Linked DNA regions of Nothobranchius furzeri: region 1 is linked to region 2. Evidence: chromatin contacts called from public Micro-C data. All regions are on one chromosome and are shown on one strand. The core of a region is the stretch at or near the end of the contact, and the rest is flanking DNA. Distances in the headings are between cores, read along the strand shown. Region 1 overlaps ppp1r21 (protein phosphatase 1, regulatory subunit 21). Region 2 holds the start of fbxo11a (F-box protein 11a).

Region 1 (3,807 bases), core at 1,020-3,519, 58 kb after region 2:
GATAACCCTGAAGTGGTTCTTCTGCTCGACCTGCTGCTGATGTTGTGTCTGTGCTGCAGGTGGGAGACGAGGAGTCTCGAGAGCAGCTGATAAAGACTCACTATATGGCACGAGTAGGAGAGCTCACCACCCAGCTCCAGATTTCCGACAGCAAAGCTGTGCACTTCCACTCTGAGGTGAAGCATCTACTTGCATGTCTATCTCGGTAGACGGCTTCTCGTGGAGAACGGCTGACCTTTTCGTCCCACACTGCCGCTAACATCGCATTCCATCTGTGAAGAGATACAGAAGCTGCTCGTACGCTCGCTGTTGCTTCAGCTTGTTTTTTTGCACGGTGATATTTTTCAGAAGCCGTGTGTGAGAACTCGGATGCTTCCTTTTGTTTCAAAGTCAAGTTTCAGAAATCTATACAAACCCGTTTGTGGGTAGATTATTTTTCTGGGAGCTGACAGGAGTGTGTACAGGTTTTTTTTTTTTTTTGGCAACTCCGATCCAATCATGTGATTAAAAATCGAGTTCGATCACGTGACATTTAAACAATCCTGAATCTGACGTAAAACATCTGATTTAATCTTATAAAACGGCAAACCTGTCCTTTTAAATTCATCCTGAAATAGAGATTTTCAAATATAATAATGCTTTTATTTATTTTAGCTAGTTCTACTACATTAATATTTATTTCTACATGGATGACAGCAACAACGTACCGTCACACAATGTACTGCAGGTGGGGAATTCAGACACTATAACACGTATCTGCTAGCTAGCGGGCTAATGCCGAGCTAACATGTCACCTCAGGAGAAAGAAAATGTCTGCAGTTTGAACGTTTTTTAAACTGACAATAAGCTCTACGAATACGTTGCGCCACCTTAAGAACAAACTTCATCCTTCTCATTTGGCTTTTCCCTTCATGAGTCACCACAGCGAATCACGCGTCTCCACCTGGTCTTACTCCGACACCTTAAAAACCAACACCCTGGAGCTCAGGCGGAAACGCGAAGTCGGCGGACACTGACAGATAAACTAAAAAAGGAGTAGAAGTTGCCGATGGACAGCTAAAAGGTCACAGCCAAGATGGCTGTGTTTTCATCACCCTGGAAAACGGTGTGTGGTTGCAGACGTCGGGTTTCAGTCTCCTGGAGCCGCGGTATGAGCGGCCTTCTCAGCACAACTTAACGGGCGCAGCGCTACAGGTGTTCTGCAGAAAAGAGCAAACCTGTCTGAGTAGCAAAGTTCCCGTCTTTCACGGGAACGCTCGTCGCTCATTACAGCTGCATGCTGTGAGAAGTGGGGCGACTTTTGATCACATTTCGTAATATCGGTGCTTTTAAGTGGGCCGGCTTTTTGAAACTGTACGTCTCAGCTCACCAGTCCGTTTTTTCCAGCGTACCAGTGGTACCGGTACTTTCCACGACTTTCTCTCAGTCGAAGCCTGTCCTACTCCCAGTTCCACCCCCCGTACACCACTTAACGCTCTTTGTAAATTGCGATGTAAAGATGTGATCAGACCATGGCTCCTTTTTGCCCTGGTGCATCAGTTCCTTTCATTCTTGTGTGCTAGAAATGGCAGTGTCCTTGATCTGTTGTTGCTTTTTAGTTTCAAACGTTCAGGCCTCTTATAGAAACGTCTGCTTACCCGAGTGTTTCATCTAGCTGTATTTACTTCAGAGCTGCCGGGGCACAGCAGTTGTTTACATTTTCCTCCTCTTTAGTGTCGAGCTTTGGCAAAGAGATTAACCATCGCGGAAAAAGCACGGGAGACGCTAAGCGAAGAGGTCAAACTGGCTAATCAGAACATCACACGCTTGCAGGTGAAAATGCAAAGAAGCTCCTTTGGCTGAGTATTTTCTGTTATTTCTCTAAGCAGGGAGACGTTTATCTAATTGTCTCTTATGCAGGACGAGCTCACCACCACTAAGAGGAGCTACGAAGACCAGCTTAGCATGATGAGCGACCATCTGTGTAGCATGAATGAGACTTTGAGCAAGCAGAGGGAGGAAATCGACACCCTCAAACTGGGTGGCAAGGTACTCCAAGCATTTATGATGATGAGAAATATACATTTTTATTCGTCTCTGTCAGAAAAGAGGACCAGATCATGTGACTTTGGGAAGTTTTCCTCTGTTACGAGGTGAACCAGGAGGTCATCGGTGGCGCCGTGCTTCTTGCCTGTATTTTATGTAAAAAGCACCTGCTTGCAGCCATCTGCCAAAGTCATTAAGCAGAAGTAGAGGGGAAGCTTGCTTGTATGCGTGCATGTTGCTGCTTGTGCATGCACACACGGCTGTGTGTCAGGAAGCCACAGGCCAAAACACGCTCACGCTCTCCTGGTGGCTATTTTCTCATGAAGTCCACCGGCTAGCCTCTGCATGTCTTTAGAATTTGAACGAAATACACAAATCTGAGCTTGTCTTAACCAACGGTACCTGAATCTATCACAAAACTTTTTCTATTATCTAAATTTTTATTTATTTATTTATTTTTCTATATTTGTTCAGGCAAATGCCAAAAAGAACAAGGGCCGTTAACGCTACCCCGGAAGTCCGGACTCTCCGGGGAAACATCAGTGCTGCGGAGCCTCTCAGCAGCATCGTGATGCCTTCACTGCCTCCACTACAGGACAACTTCTGGAGCCTCAGATTCCTCCGCTGTCGAGCAATCACACGGCAAACAAACTCTTCAGAAGCTCGGATATTTGATTTGACTCGCCGCATCACCTGTTAAAACATCATTAGCTAACGCTGGTTTCTGAACTCCACGTGAAGATGAAGTAAACTGGAGACGAGACTCGAAGCCCAAAACCCCGTTAATGTGTCATCTGTCAAAGTGTGAAAGAAACGCCGTTCACACCTTGTTTGTGAACATTAATGACTTTGATTCCATTTTGCAGTTAAATAGTCATCCAACTAGAGATTATTTCTGGGTTTGCTGTAAAAAAAAAGTCTTTGAAATCTTACTGAAAATCCAACAAAGGAACACTTGAATCTTTACTGATGGGAAGGGGAAAAAAGAACGCCGACCTTTCAGCACTGATTAGCTGTGTATACTTTCACGAGTTAAAGGTGGACAAGTTGAAGCTTGTGAAAATTGTCAGTCTGTGTCAGAAAACTTGCTCTGTAACAGTTTAATTTTTTTCTTTTAACCACCAAAGGAAACATGGATGCACACTCGGCTTCATAAACTCACGAGATGTTGAATAAAAAAAAGTGGTCATTGTGAATTAGACACTCATTTAAAATTATGATGTATTTGAAATTTATATGTGCAAAAATATAAATTTATTCAGAAGTTACAAATCTTTATTTACCCAGATTTTTTAATATATACGATGAATGTAAAATAGTTTTTTTTCCATAGTAAACTGCTAACTTTACTGATTGCATTGACTTATACCATGAGGCAGATGGAAAGGTGTGTGTGTGTGTCAGAGCCAGCTCTTATCATGTACCAACACGAGATGAATGCTAGAAAACTTCAGCAGTTCTCCCAAACTTCATTCAGACCTCTTATTTGCCAAGACTCGACCATTTCTAAACTGGAAAAAAAACCTGTTTAAAGCACATATGTGAAACCGAATAAAGACCTTGCTCATGATTTAAGACGCATGTAGCCTTGCTTAATGGTTTGTCCGACCCGACATTACGTGTCTCTGTAAACGGTCTGTAATTAAGAAACAAAAGCTGTGTGTAACACACCCGGACCACTGGGAGATGAGCTGGAGGATCGGCCTTTCATGGCGTCACTGGTTTAGAGAGGAGAAAGCCTGTTAAATATTTTATGTTTTGAAGCACTCTCAGTTCACAGCT
Region 2 (3,420 bases), core at 690-3,189:
TGATTTTAATACTGAGCAGTGTACAGATTTAACTGTTTAAATGCAAAAAAAATGTAAGAAACGTGCATCTAAAGTTGTTATTGGTTTGACATCTTTGCATGCAAACAAACGTCTAGATATCAGCCATGACAATCTGCCCCCCCCCCCCCCCAAATCGCCATGATCAGTTGACCATGACCTTTACATATCTGCATCATTATCGGCAATAAAAAAAACACATTGGTCCACCTCTAAAATTAAATGAAACAACGTCTAAACTAAAATAATAAACCCATTGTATCTGACTACATAAAACTCTTTGTTTCATTTTAAAACAGATATTCAGATGTCATTGATATTTGCTGCCACTATTAGAGAGCCATGTACACATTGTTGGGATATATTGTTGAAATAAGTTATTTATGATACACAACGCAAATATATATTTCTGATTAATTAATTTTAACCTAATAAAATTTGTCTGTTGTGTTACTTCAATAACGTTAACAATCTATAATCTTTGATCACGCAGTTAATCTGATTCACACACTGCAGCTTTAACATTAAAAGCACAACTGCTATCAAGTCGTTCAACATTATTCCTGATTAGTGATCCTGAGAATTATGTATATTCTGACACTTAAGCTGTGGCAGCTACAACAAAACGCTGACAATTTTTATTTCAGCAATGATTTTTGCAAAAAAGAACTAAAAACCTAACGGCATAAGTCATCATTAAAAATTATTTCCTCCGCATAAATTACAGGAAGCATGGAACGTTTTCATGTATTAGCATTACAAAGTCAATGAAGACAGCGACTTTTTAATTTTATTACTTTTTATTGGGGGAGCGGGGGCGGGGACGTACAGGACGGATAGCCAAATATGCTAATAACAACCAACTAGCTCAGGCTACGTACGTTAGCGTGCTACCATTACAGTCAAAAGCGCTCGGTGTAACGTTCCTTGCTCGTGAATCTAGCAAACTGTTGCCAAACATTGTTGATTTCCGGCACATTAGCAATGTTACCTCACGAAAGCGCAAAAAACAGCAGCGGTATGAAGTCAGAGAAGCCAAACAAAGGCCGACACGGAGCATAAAATCAAGCAAAACAAAGCGCGGCCTAAATGCTACGGACAACCACAAAAGCCTCGGTGTTTCCTGAATCGAAGGCTACCCCTGAAAACACTGTCTGGCCGTAACGTCTAACGTCGCTCCGCTGTATTGTCAACAATTTACAATCTATCACGTTCAAAGCCACAGGGCCATGACACACATGATAAATTCAACACATAGTGTCACCTGTATTGTAATTTAACTACAACTAAAACTGAAATACCTCTTTCTTGGTGGTTCCTCTCCGGTTGCACCGGGCGCGGCCTCGACACTCGCCTGGGTCTTCTGCTAACGTTACTTGCTCTGACGGAGTTCATTTGGGGTGTTGGTAATCTTGAGAAAATGTCGAAGCTTGCACAGCAGAAGAGGCGACGCCAAGTACGCCGTCTATGTCTTCTTCTTCAACGTTTCCCGATCTGCCATCGTTCGCCGTGGCTCAAGAGAAACGTATCGATGCGTGTTTAGTCCCGTTCCCCTGCACTGGTGTTGCGACGGTCTAGCCCCGTTCCGCGGTAGCAGGAGGAGCCATAACAGACAGGGACCGGTCCGTCAGGCCTCAGTCACATCACACGGGAGGAGGAGGAACTCTCGCGGTGGTTGGAACGTCTAAATAAACCATACACATCGTTTTATTACACTGGAATAATTTCCATTAGTCAAGATCTTATTAATCAGGACAGACAAGTTGATTTTTACAATCTGCAACCAAAGAAACATAGTTACACTGTCCTTTAAATAAATATATTTTAATCTCAAATGTTCATTTAGAAAAACTTCTTTTCCAGGCATGCAAAAGTGCATGTTTGTAAATATCACTAATAGAATTCTTACATTGAGTTTTTAAATGTTCCATAACGTCATTTGTTGTCATGATTTTTATTTCTCTTGTTTGAATATTTTAGAAGTTACATCCTACTAGATCCCAAATACCGTTGAAAATATTTTAGTTACATCATTGCTATTCATTGAATTATTTGCTGATAGATAATATTGTTGTTTAACTAGTTGTAACACAAATAACAGATCTTGTAAAAACAATTTTCTTGCATAACTAAAATTGTAATAATTACACTGTAAAAATGTTAACATAAAAATTGACACTAATGCTTTATTTGTCTCATAGATCAGAATAATTTTGGATAGACATGAATCAAAAGTGAAAGTTACTGTAATGTTGTTTAAATGAAACCACAAATCTCTTAACTGTGCTTGTTTTGTTTGATTGATTGTTTATTTTCAAGAAAAAGCAAAATACAATTTGACATCTTCCAAAAGCAGTTAAATAATTTTTCTAAATTAGAGATAAACCACATGCATGTTTTTTGTTAGAATAAATAGACATGGGTGACTGTGTGAACGTGTTTCTCAGCAGCTGATGCGGGCCTTGTTCCTACAACTAAAGCTTTCCTAGGAGCCAGATTACACAAAAAGCTTGGTTTAGGTCTTATTTGTCTGACAGGTCCCAACGGGTGGTGTTGAACAACATCTCATCTCGCTCTGCTCCTCTCTCGTGTGGGGTCCCGCAGGGATCTATTCTGGGCCCTTTGTTGTTTTGTCTTCACCTCCTTTCCCTCAGCTTAATTCTAAAAAAAACACTGTGTTCAATATCACTTATATGCTGTCAGATTTACGTGTCGGTGAAACCCCAGCAATCCATCCAGCCTCTTCTAGATTGCCTACGTGATGTGAAATGTTGGCTGGCCACAAATTTTCTGCATCTCAATGATTCCAAGACTGAACTGATCCTGTTTAATCCGGTCAGATCTAGCTCATTCCAAACCCCAGATCTTTCATCTGTTTCGCGAAATCGAAAAACCGTTGTGACAAACCTGGGTGTGAAGATGGATTTATCTCTAAGGATGGACGCCCAGGTCAATGCCACTGTAAAATCTTGTTTTTTCCAACTCCGCCATCTGTACAAATTAAGAGCCGTTTTATCTAGAAAAAATTCGGAATCAGTTGTTCATGCCTTCATCATATCTAGGCTCGACTACTCAAATGCAATTTTGCTGGGTGCCAATAAGTCAACCCTTGCCCGACTTCAACTCGTTCAAAATGCAGCTGCTAGATTCCTCACGCGTACTGACAGGCGCCAGCACATAACACCAGTTCTCAAATCCCTTCATTGGCTGCCCATCACTTTCAGGGTCCAATATAAAATGCTACTTTTTGTTTTCAAATCCCTCCATGGTCTTGCCCCTGTGTACTTATCTGATCTTCTTTCAATTTATACTCCTGGTCGCACACTCAGGTCCTCCAGCCTGTTGCTCCTCGAGGTCCCGAAAGTGTGTTACAAATCACGCGGACAAAGAGCTTTCTCTGTC

Evidence for each region. A called contact is a pair of places that touch in the nucleus more often than the background predicts.
Region 1: a contact with region 2 is called in a Micro-C map of tail fin, with 5 times the contacts expected there. The contact joins the enhancer-like site here to the promoter of fbxo11a in region 2. A contact is called at or near these places in 2 of 2 Hi-C or Micro-C datasets (skeletal muscle and tail fin).

What each region holds. Positions count from the first base shown.
Region 1 is chr12:16,555,447-16,559,253 of NfurGRZ-RIMD1, forward strand. It overlaps ppp1r21 (protein phosphatase 1, regulatory subunit 21), which reads left to right. Exons shown (of 22, transcript XM_054750164.2): 19 at 60-176; 20 at 1,714-1,812; 21 at 1,900-2,028; 22 at 2,500-3,104. The coding sequence ends at 2,529. Among protein-coding and RNA genes, the nearest start is that of ston1, 6.4 kb to the right of the region's middle. Within about 2 kb of position 2,270, at least 1 of the 3 cell types and tissues checked has an H3K27ac peak or open chromatin away from gene starts, as enhancers often do. A contact at or near this core is called in tail fin, where this site is marked.
Region 2 is chr12:16,498,154-16,501,573 of NfurGRZ-RIMD1, forward strand. fbxo11a (F-box protein 11a) reads right to left here and starts at 1,940. Exons shown (of 22, transcript XM_015944478.3): 1 at 1,320-1,940. The coding sequence starts at 1,413.